Linked DNA regions of Mus musculus: region 1 is linked to region 2. The links are chromatin contacts, called in public Hi-C maps. All regions are on one chromosome and are shown on one strand. Each heading gives the region's core, a stretch centred on a gene start, on an enhancer-like site or on the middle of the called end of the contact. The rest is flanking DNA. Distances are from core to core; before and after follow the strand shown. Region 1 overlaps Usp38 (ubiquitin specific peptidase 38). Region 2 has its middle 18 kb from the start of Gm31223.

Evidence for each region. Hi-C and Micro-C count contacts between places; a contact is called where the count stands out from the background.
Region 1: a contact with region 2 is called in a Hi-C map of epidermal suprabasal cells, with 2.8 times the contacts expected there. The contact joins two enhancer-like sites. A contact is called at or near these places in 2 of 39 promoter capture datasets (the C10 cell line and HPC-7-derived erythroid cells), 2 of 15 datasets of contacts at CTCF or cohesin (large pre-B cells and pro-B cells), 6 of 484 Hi-C or Micro-C datasets (the C10 cell line, cerebellum, epidermal suprabasal cells and 3 more) and 3 of 115 datasets of contacts at active chromatin or transcription factors (the HPC-7 cell line, embryonic stem cells and large pre-B cells).

Annotation. Positions count from the first base shown.
Region 1 is chr8:80,992,290-80,995,922 of GRCm38.p6, forward strand. It overlaps Usp38 (ubiquitin specific peptidase 38), which reads right to left. Exons shown (of 10, transcript NM_027554.2): 5 at 3,393-3,551; 6 at 907-1,100. Among named protein-coding and RNA genes, the nearest start is that of Usp38, 21 kb to the right of the region's middle. Within about 2 kb of position 1,497, at least 15 of the 459 cell types and tissues checked have an H3K27ac peak or open chromatin away from gene starts, as enhancers often do. A contact at or near this core is called in epidermal suprabasal cells, where this site is marked.
Region 2 is chr8:80,929,240-80,932,554 of GRCm38.p6, forward strand. No RefSeq gene overlaps it. Among named protein-coding and RNA genes, the nearest start is that of Gm31223, 18 kb to the right of the region's middle. Within about 2 kb of position 1,517, at least 5 of the 459 cell types and tissues checked have an H3K27ac peak or open chromatin away from gene starts, as enhancers often do. A contact at or near this core is called in epidermal suprabasal cells, where this site is marked.

The DNA of each region.
Region 1 (3,633 bases), core at 247-2,746, 63 kb after region 2:
GACAAACAACAAAACCCTAAAGCTGAGCCCACACCTAACAGTGTTTAAGTTCTAACAGCTTCCATCTTTGGGTCAGCTCAATTGGCACGATTTAAGGAAAAGTTGACAATTATTTTGTATCTTCAAGGACAATTTTTTTTGGGGGGGGAGGGGAGACACGACAGAGCCTCATGTAGTCTTCGCTAGCCTTACACACATCATGTAGACACGAATCACCATAAAGGTCTTTCTGCTTTATCCCAAGTGCTGAGATTACAGATGCGCAACAGCAAGCCTGGCTTTATGAGGTGCTGGGGTCATGCACAGGCAGGCGCTGCACTAGCAGCAGGCACCCTAGCAGATGTGTCTCCAGCACAAGGATGTCACTCAGCTAAGGACTGATTTCAGGTTTGTTGCATTCAAAAGAAAAGGGGCTTGAAAGAAAATTCACAGGAATGCCTATCTGTTCAGGAACCAACATCTTGGCATGGAATCAAAGCTTAGGTTTCCTAAAAGCAAAAAAAAAATTATGATATATGAATTAAAAAAAAATACAGTAGGACAGTAGAGGCAAGGAAACAGGGTAAAACACACCAGTCATCAGTAGTGTAGGGCACATAAACTTTTTGGAGTAGGCTCAGCCAATCCCTTTGGTTACATTACAAAAACATCAAGTCATACTGATTACAAATCAAACAGTGGCATTGTAAGTACAATGTACAAGCTAATTCGTCAGAATCAGAAACGCTGGCATTTCACTGTTCCTAGGCATTAAGAGCAGTTTCATTTTTAACTGAGGCAAGTGATGGCACTGTGAACACTTACGCTGCTTACACGGGAGCAGGGACGATTCTCTCCTCCTCCCATCTCCTCAGCACCTACTCACTCACTTCTACTTCAAATCAGAAAGTTCACATTTAAACTTACTCTGTAGCCATAAACAATGCTTGTAAAACACTGTTCATGTAACACGTGTTTCCCAGGTTAATAAGACCAGTTTTTCCAGTTTCAGATTTTCCAGAAAGTCTAGACAAGCAAGATGCCAAAGCATTGGATTGAGAAGTCCAGGCGCTTTGATTGAGAATCAGCTTAATCTTTTCTTCACTGGGCTTAGGAAAGTCCTAGATCATAAAGAAAAGAAAGTTTAAAAAGTAAAGAGAAAACTATTTTTTTATTTAAACAACTCAACACCACAATGTGGGACTTCCCTACTGACATTTGAGCTGTCTTTGCTCTCACTCATTCTGTACATGACAGAGAACATACAGTCAGCCTTTAAAACATCACACTACAGGGGAGAGCTAATTTTAATGGTTGACTTTATTGAAAAACAAGGAGGTCATTTTGGGTATGTACGTGAGGTTGTCTCTAGAGAGGGTTAAGTAGAAGTAGACTCACCCTGAATGTGGGCTGTCTGTCCTTCTCTGCTCAGGGATGGACAACTCTCATTACAGCTGAGAGCTGCTCCTGTTACCATGACTCGATACAGTGATGGAAAAGGCCCTTGGATTGTAAGCCACAGGAACCCTTCCTCTGAGTCACTTATCACAGCATCCACAAAATAGCCATGGGGACAAATGCCTTCCAGAATCTTGTTAAGAGATTTAAAATTTTTGAGGCAAAAATCTCAATAGCCTAAGCTGGCCAGGAACTCACAGTAATTCTCCTGCCCCAGTATCCCAAGTGCTGAGATCACAGGCACAAAATATCATGCTTGTCTTAAAATACTTTAAAAGCCAATGGAACAATGAGTTCAAGTTGCATGTCAATTACTTGTATTCAAATTCTATGATGAAAACAGAGCATGACTCTGGTGTACCCAGTACCAGCCCTTAGAAATGGCAGCCTACAGTCAGGACGAAAAGGGAATACATAATGATCCGACTGTGAAAAGTCAAACTCAATCTCATGGTTGCCATCTAGAAAATTACTACTACACACAGTCCTCTTACGTAGTAAAGCAGGAAATAAGGAAATAAAAATCTAAGTGCAAATGATTTCACGCCCCAGCAGAACAATGGGCAATAAGAGATGCTGGAAAAATCATTTATGCTTAAATGATTAGCTTTTCTAGACCAAGTGTGGTGGTTTGAAAGAAAATGCCACCCCTACTCCCTTGGACCATAGGGAGGGGGACTATTAGGTGTGGCCTTGTTGGAATAGACGTGGCTTTGGAGGTATGTCACTAGAGGTAGGCTCTGAAGTCTCATGCTCAAGACAGGGCTCTTCCTGCTGCCTGCTGATCCAGATGTAGAACTCCCAGCTCCTTTTCCAGCACTATGTCTACCTGTATGCAGCCCTGTTTTCCACCAGGATGATAATGAACTAGACCTCTGAACTGTATGCCATTCCCAATTAAATATTTTCCTTTAGGATAGTTGCTGTAGCCATGGTATCTCTTCACAGCAACAGAACCCTAGGTCACCAAGGTCGCCATCTACTGTTTACCCCACAGAGGACTGACACTTTGAGATGGCATTTTCAGCTGCTTTTATCTTGTTTGTTTTTGCTGCTGACAGCTACTTGAAAATACTTTCCTTGGGCTAAGAAGTAAGCCCTTTGTTTCTGAGTACTGGAAGACAGAAGAATGTCAGTCAATAGACATGGCAGCAATGAGGGAAGGCAGTAACAATCTCTCAAGTCCATAGCAAATGCTTCTGTGTACCGTTTACTTCTGAAAGGGCAGTGTCATACCAGCTACACACAGGCCTAACTGCCTTGTGACCCAGGCCTAGTTCTTAGTTTCAGTTAGCTGAACAGATGCAAAAACAGCTTGTCCTTAATTTATCTTATATACATTAGTAAGGCAATGAGGCCTATATATTGTATTTGCTATATTAATATCATGATTAGAATTGATATCTAGTAACTTCTGACTAAGCCTGAGTTTAGCTCTCCAAGTTCTTGGCTAGGCTCTGAATTTGCAGTCATCCACTCCTCAACACAGATTCACCACCTTTTTAGAACCTATCTTTTATAAACTTGAAAATCAGGTAACATAATTTAAATAGAATTTCTAAAAAATATAGACATCCATAAAGTGTACACACAGAACAATCAAAACAGGAGGGAATTGAGCATTGCCTTGCTTCTAAGAAGATGGACTAATTGTTGCCCATGTCTGACACTGAAGCAGAACTGATGTCTGCATGCATCTAGTGCAGAATTCCCTCACCAACCAATTTCTTTAACAGCTCATAAATTTAAAGTGACACCTTTTACTTGATGACACAACATAATTAAGAAATGTGGTTATTGATCTAGCATGGCGATAGCAAATAAGAGATTATGCCCTGACATTAATGAAACTACCACCTTAAAAACAGCTCATTACAGTAAAGGAATACATTTTACCAAATTTGTTCCTTATATCATATGTCGCTCACCAAGTCTGGTACAAAAAGCCATCATACCTTTACTGCCTCCAGAATAGGCTCATAGAGATCTGGGAATCCGGAGTAATGGTACATCATACAGTGAACCAACTCTGTTAACTGTACTAGGAAGGCTGTGCTGGAAGGTAGGCCATCACTTCTGAAGGAGTGAACCAAGTTAACTATATGAGGGACAATCTGAAAAGAGAACCGGGACAAGCACTCTTAATTCACACAAGTTGACAGCAGAATGCAATCACTACATGATAAACACATACTT
Region 2 (3,315 bases), core at 267-2,766:
GTCACCTACCACCATGTCTGGTTTCTGTGTGGGTCCTGAGGCTCTGAACGCAAGGCTTCATGCTTGTGTGGCAAACACTGTTTTTGTTGTTGTTTGTTTGTATGTTTGTTTGTTTGTTTTAAGACAAGGTCTCATGAAACCCAGATGTGAAGTTAGAACAAGTCCAAGTTGTTTGAATTTTGAAACTTTTATCCTGCTCCATCTCATTATAGATCATCTCTAGTATATCATTAAGAGTCTTGCCTAGTGGTGGTGTCACACACCTTTAATCAAAATACTCAGGAGGCAGAGACAGGGAGATATCTGTCAGTTCGAGGCCAGCTTGCTTTAAAAAGCCAGTTCCAGCCAGGAATACACAGAGAAACCCTGTCTCAAAAATAAAAACAAACAAACACAAAACAACAACAACAAAAACCAAAAAGAGTCTCAAAGAGAATGTTCCATACTGATCTTGCAACCCCAGGATCGAACAGTTAAGCCAGATGTGAAGTTAGAACAATTACCTGAGTCCCCAGTGTTCTCATTTCAAGATTACACAGAGAACGCTGAAGATTAAAAACAACTTCCAAAGTAGACACTCTCATGGATCATAGTTATTGTTTCTGGAAGCATCTAAAAACCAAAATACCAGCCAAACAGACAAGATAGTTTTAAACCTGATTTAAGTTATTTCCTTCCATCTAAGCTTGTCAAAATGCAGGTACATTCCACTCTGGCCTGAAAAGCAGGTCCACTCATGGTGTACACACGACCTATAAGGCCAGCCTGAGCTACATGAGATCCTGTAAAAGGAAGAAGACGGAAGGAAAAGAGGAATGGGGGAGAGGGAGGGAGGGGCAGAGGGAGGGAGGGAAGCAAGGTGGAAGTGAGAAAGTCCTTTGACTTTGACAGATACTAGAAAATATTACGTGGGTTGGAAACCTGGGAGGCTGGGAAAATGGAGAGATATAATTCATTTTAAGGGGTGGGTTGTGTATTTAGAGTGTAGAGAATAGTTTCCTGATGGAAAGTGATTGGATTAAGGCTGGTGATTGGAAAAGAAAGCCAACCTCTGAAGACCACGTGAAGACAGAGAATTTGCAACTACAAAAGCTGATCTGGGCTAAGAAAACTCTCCTTCATTGTCCATAGAAGAGCATTCTGCCAGCTGTGTTAATAGTACCCTTCTTCCACTCCCTCTCCCTTCCACCTTGCTTCCCTCCCTCCTTCTGTCCCTCCCTCCCTCTCCCCCATTCCTCTTTTCCTTCCGTCTTCTTCCTTTTACAGGATCTCATGTAGCTCAGGCTGGCCTTATAGGTGGTGTGTAGTCCAAGATGACCCTGTTATAGGTGGTGTGTAGTCCAAGATGACCCTGTGTACTCTTAGTCCTCCTGCCTCCCTCTCTTGAGCTCTGGGATTACAGGTGTGTGCCATCACAGCTGGGTTTTGATGCTGGGGATTGAACCTAGGGCTCTATGAACAAGGCCAGCATACATACTATGATTATAGCCAAGGATGACTCTGAATTCCTGAGTCACCTGCATCCACCCCATGTGCTGGAATTATAGGTGTGTACCGCCACACCCAGTTCATGCCTTGCTGGGATAGAATCCAGGGCTTCTTGCATTCTAGCCAAGCACAACACTAACAAAGCAACTGAATTCTATCCCCAGCTATACTACATTCGTTTATCAAATCTCTGTAGTGTCCTAACAGCATCATGAGCTGTAGGATACCACGGGAAACCTCAAAAAGGGCCAACCAGGAGGTAACTCTGAGAGTCCAAAACACTGAAGCTACTTAGCTGGCCACTGCAACGAGGATGCCAACCGTTGAGTTCTGTAGGATAGATGTTCCTCTAGGCTTTTTGTTTTCCCTCACTGCTTGAAGGGCATTATGGGAGTGCAATTGGCTCAGAGTGATGACATTAACATTATGAATAATGCTTGGGGGCTAGACTCAGGATGCTGGGAACCGGCTGTTAGATTCCCAGAACGTTTTACATAATGATGCTGGGTTGCCAGGTCAGCAGAGTGACTGTCAAAGGAAAGCAGGCAGCAGAAAGCACTGGAAGGAGACATCAGAAGTGAGCCATTCAGACAGAATTCTACTTTGTTGTTGTGTGGTGTGTGGTATGTGTAGTTTGGTGTGGTGTGGTGTGGTGTGGTGTGGTGTGGTGTGGTGTGGTGTGGTGTGGTGTGGTGTGGTGTGGTGTGGCGCTATTGACTTTGCCCTAACTTTATTCCTAGACTCAGCCTGCAAAGTATTCCTTTTTCTGTTTGTTTGTTTGTTTGTTTGTTTGTTTTTTGTTTTGTTTTGTTTTTCAAGACAGGGTTTCTCTGTATAGCCCTGGCTGTCCTGGAACTCACTCTGTAGACCAGGCTGGCCTCGAACTCAGAAATCCACCTGCCTCTGCCTCCCAAGTGCTGGGATTAAAGGCGTGTGCCACCACTGCCCAGCTTCCTTTTTCTGTTTTTAAGTGTACTTTCTGTCCTTCTTTTCCTGTGCTCAATTATAGCAGAAACTCCAAGAGGACCAAGGAGTCAGCAGTCACATCTCAGGTCTTTGGGCTCTGCTTTTCCGTGTTCAATAAATTAAAAAAAAATGGACTGAAGTAAAAAATAAATACATGACTTGGTTGCTAGCATGATAAAGTATGAATGAGCTCTTGAGGTGCAAACTTGGGCATTCTTGTTATATGTCGTGAGCTTGCTTGCTAGTGTCTATGTGCGTGTGCATGTGGAGGTCAGAGGTCAATATTGGGTGCATGCTCGCTCTCTCTCCTTATTTTTTTTTAAATTTTATTTCTTGAGACAGGGTTTCTCTGTGTGGCTCTGGCTGTCTTAGAGCTCTGTAGACCAGGCTGCCTCAAACTCACTGAGATTTGCCTGTCTCTGCCTCCCAAGTGCTGGGATCGGAGGTGTGTGCCACCACGTCTGCTTGGGTGTTTTTTATCAGTGGAGAACCATCTTCATTTTTGAGACAGAATCTCTTGCTGAACCTGGGGCACTTTGATTTACATAGCTGGCTGCCCAGTGAGCTTCAGCGATCCACTCCTCTCTGCCATCAGGGCACCGCTCTGTGGGTGCTCAGGATCTGAACCTGGGATCTGAAGCTTGCTGGGCAGACCTTGTACCAACTGAGTTAGCTCCAAATCGAATCTTTACAGGGAAGACTGAAGAGATGTTCAAGAGTAATGATCAGAGCTTCAATCAGTAGGAGTAAGTAAATGTCTATTAATTTTTTTTTCCAAAAAATTGCCACCAACTGGTTTTGAGGCCAAAATGTATGTGACAGAAGTTTGGCAGACTTTATTCTAAAAGGCAAAGTAGTAAA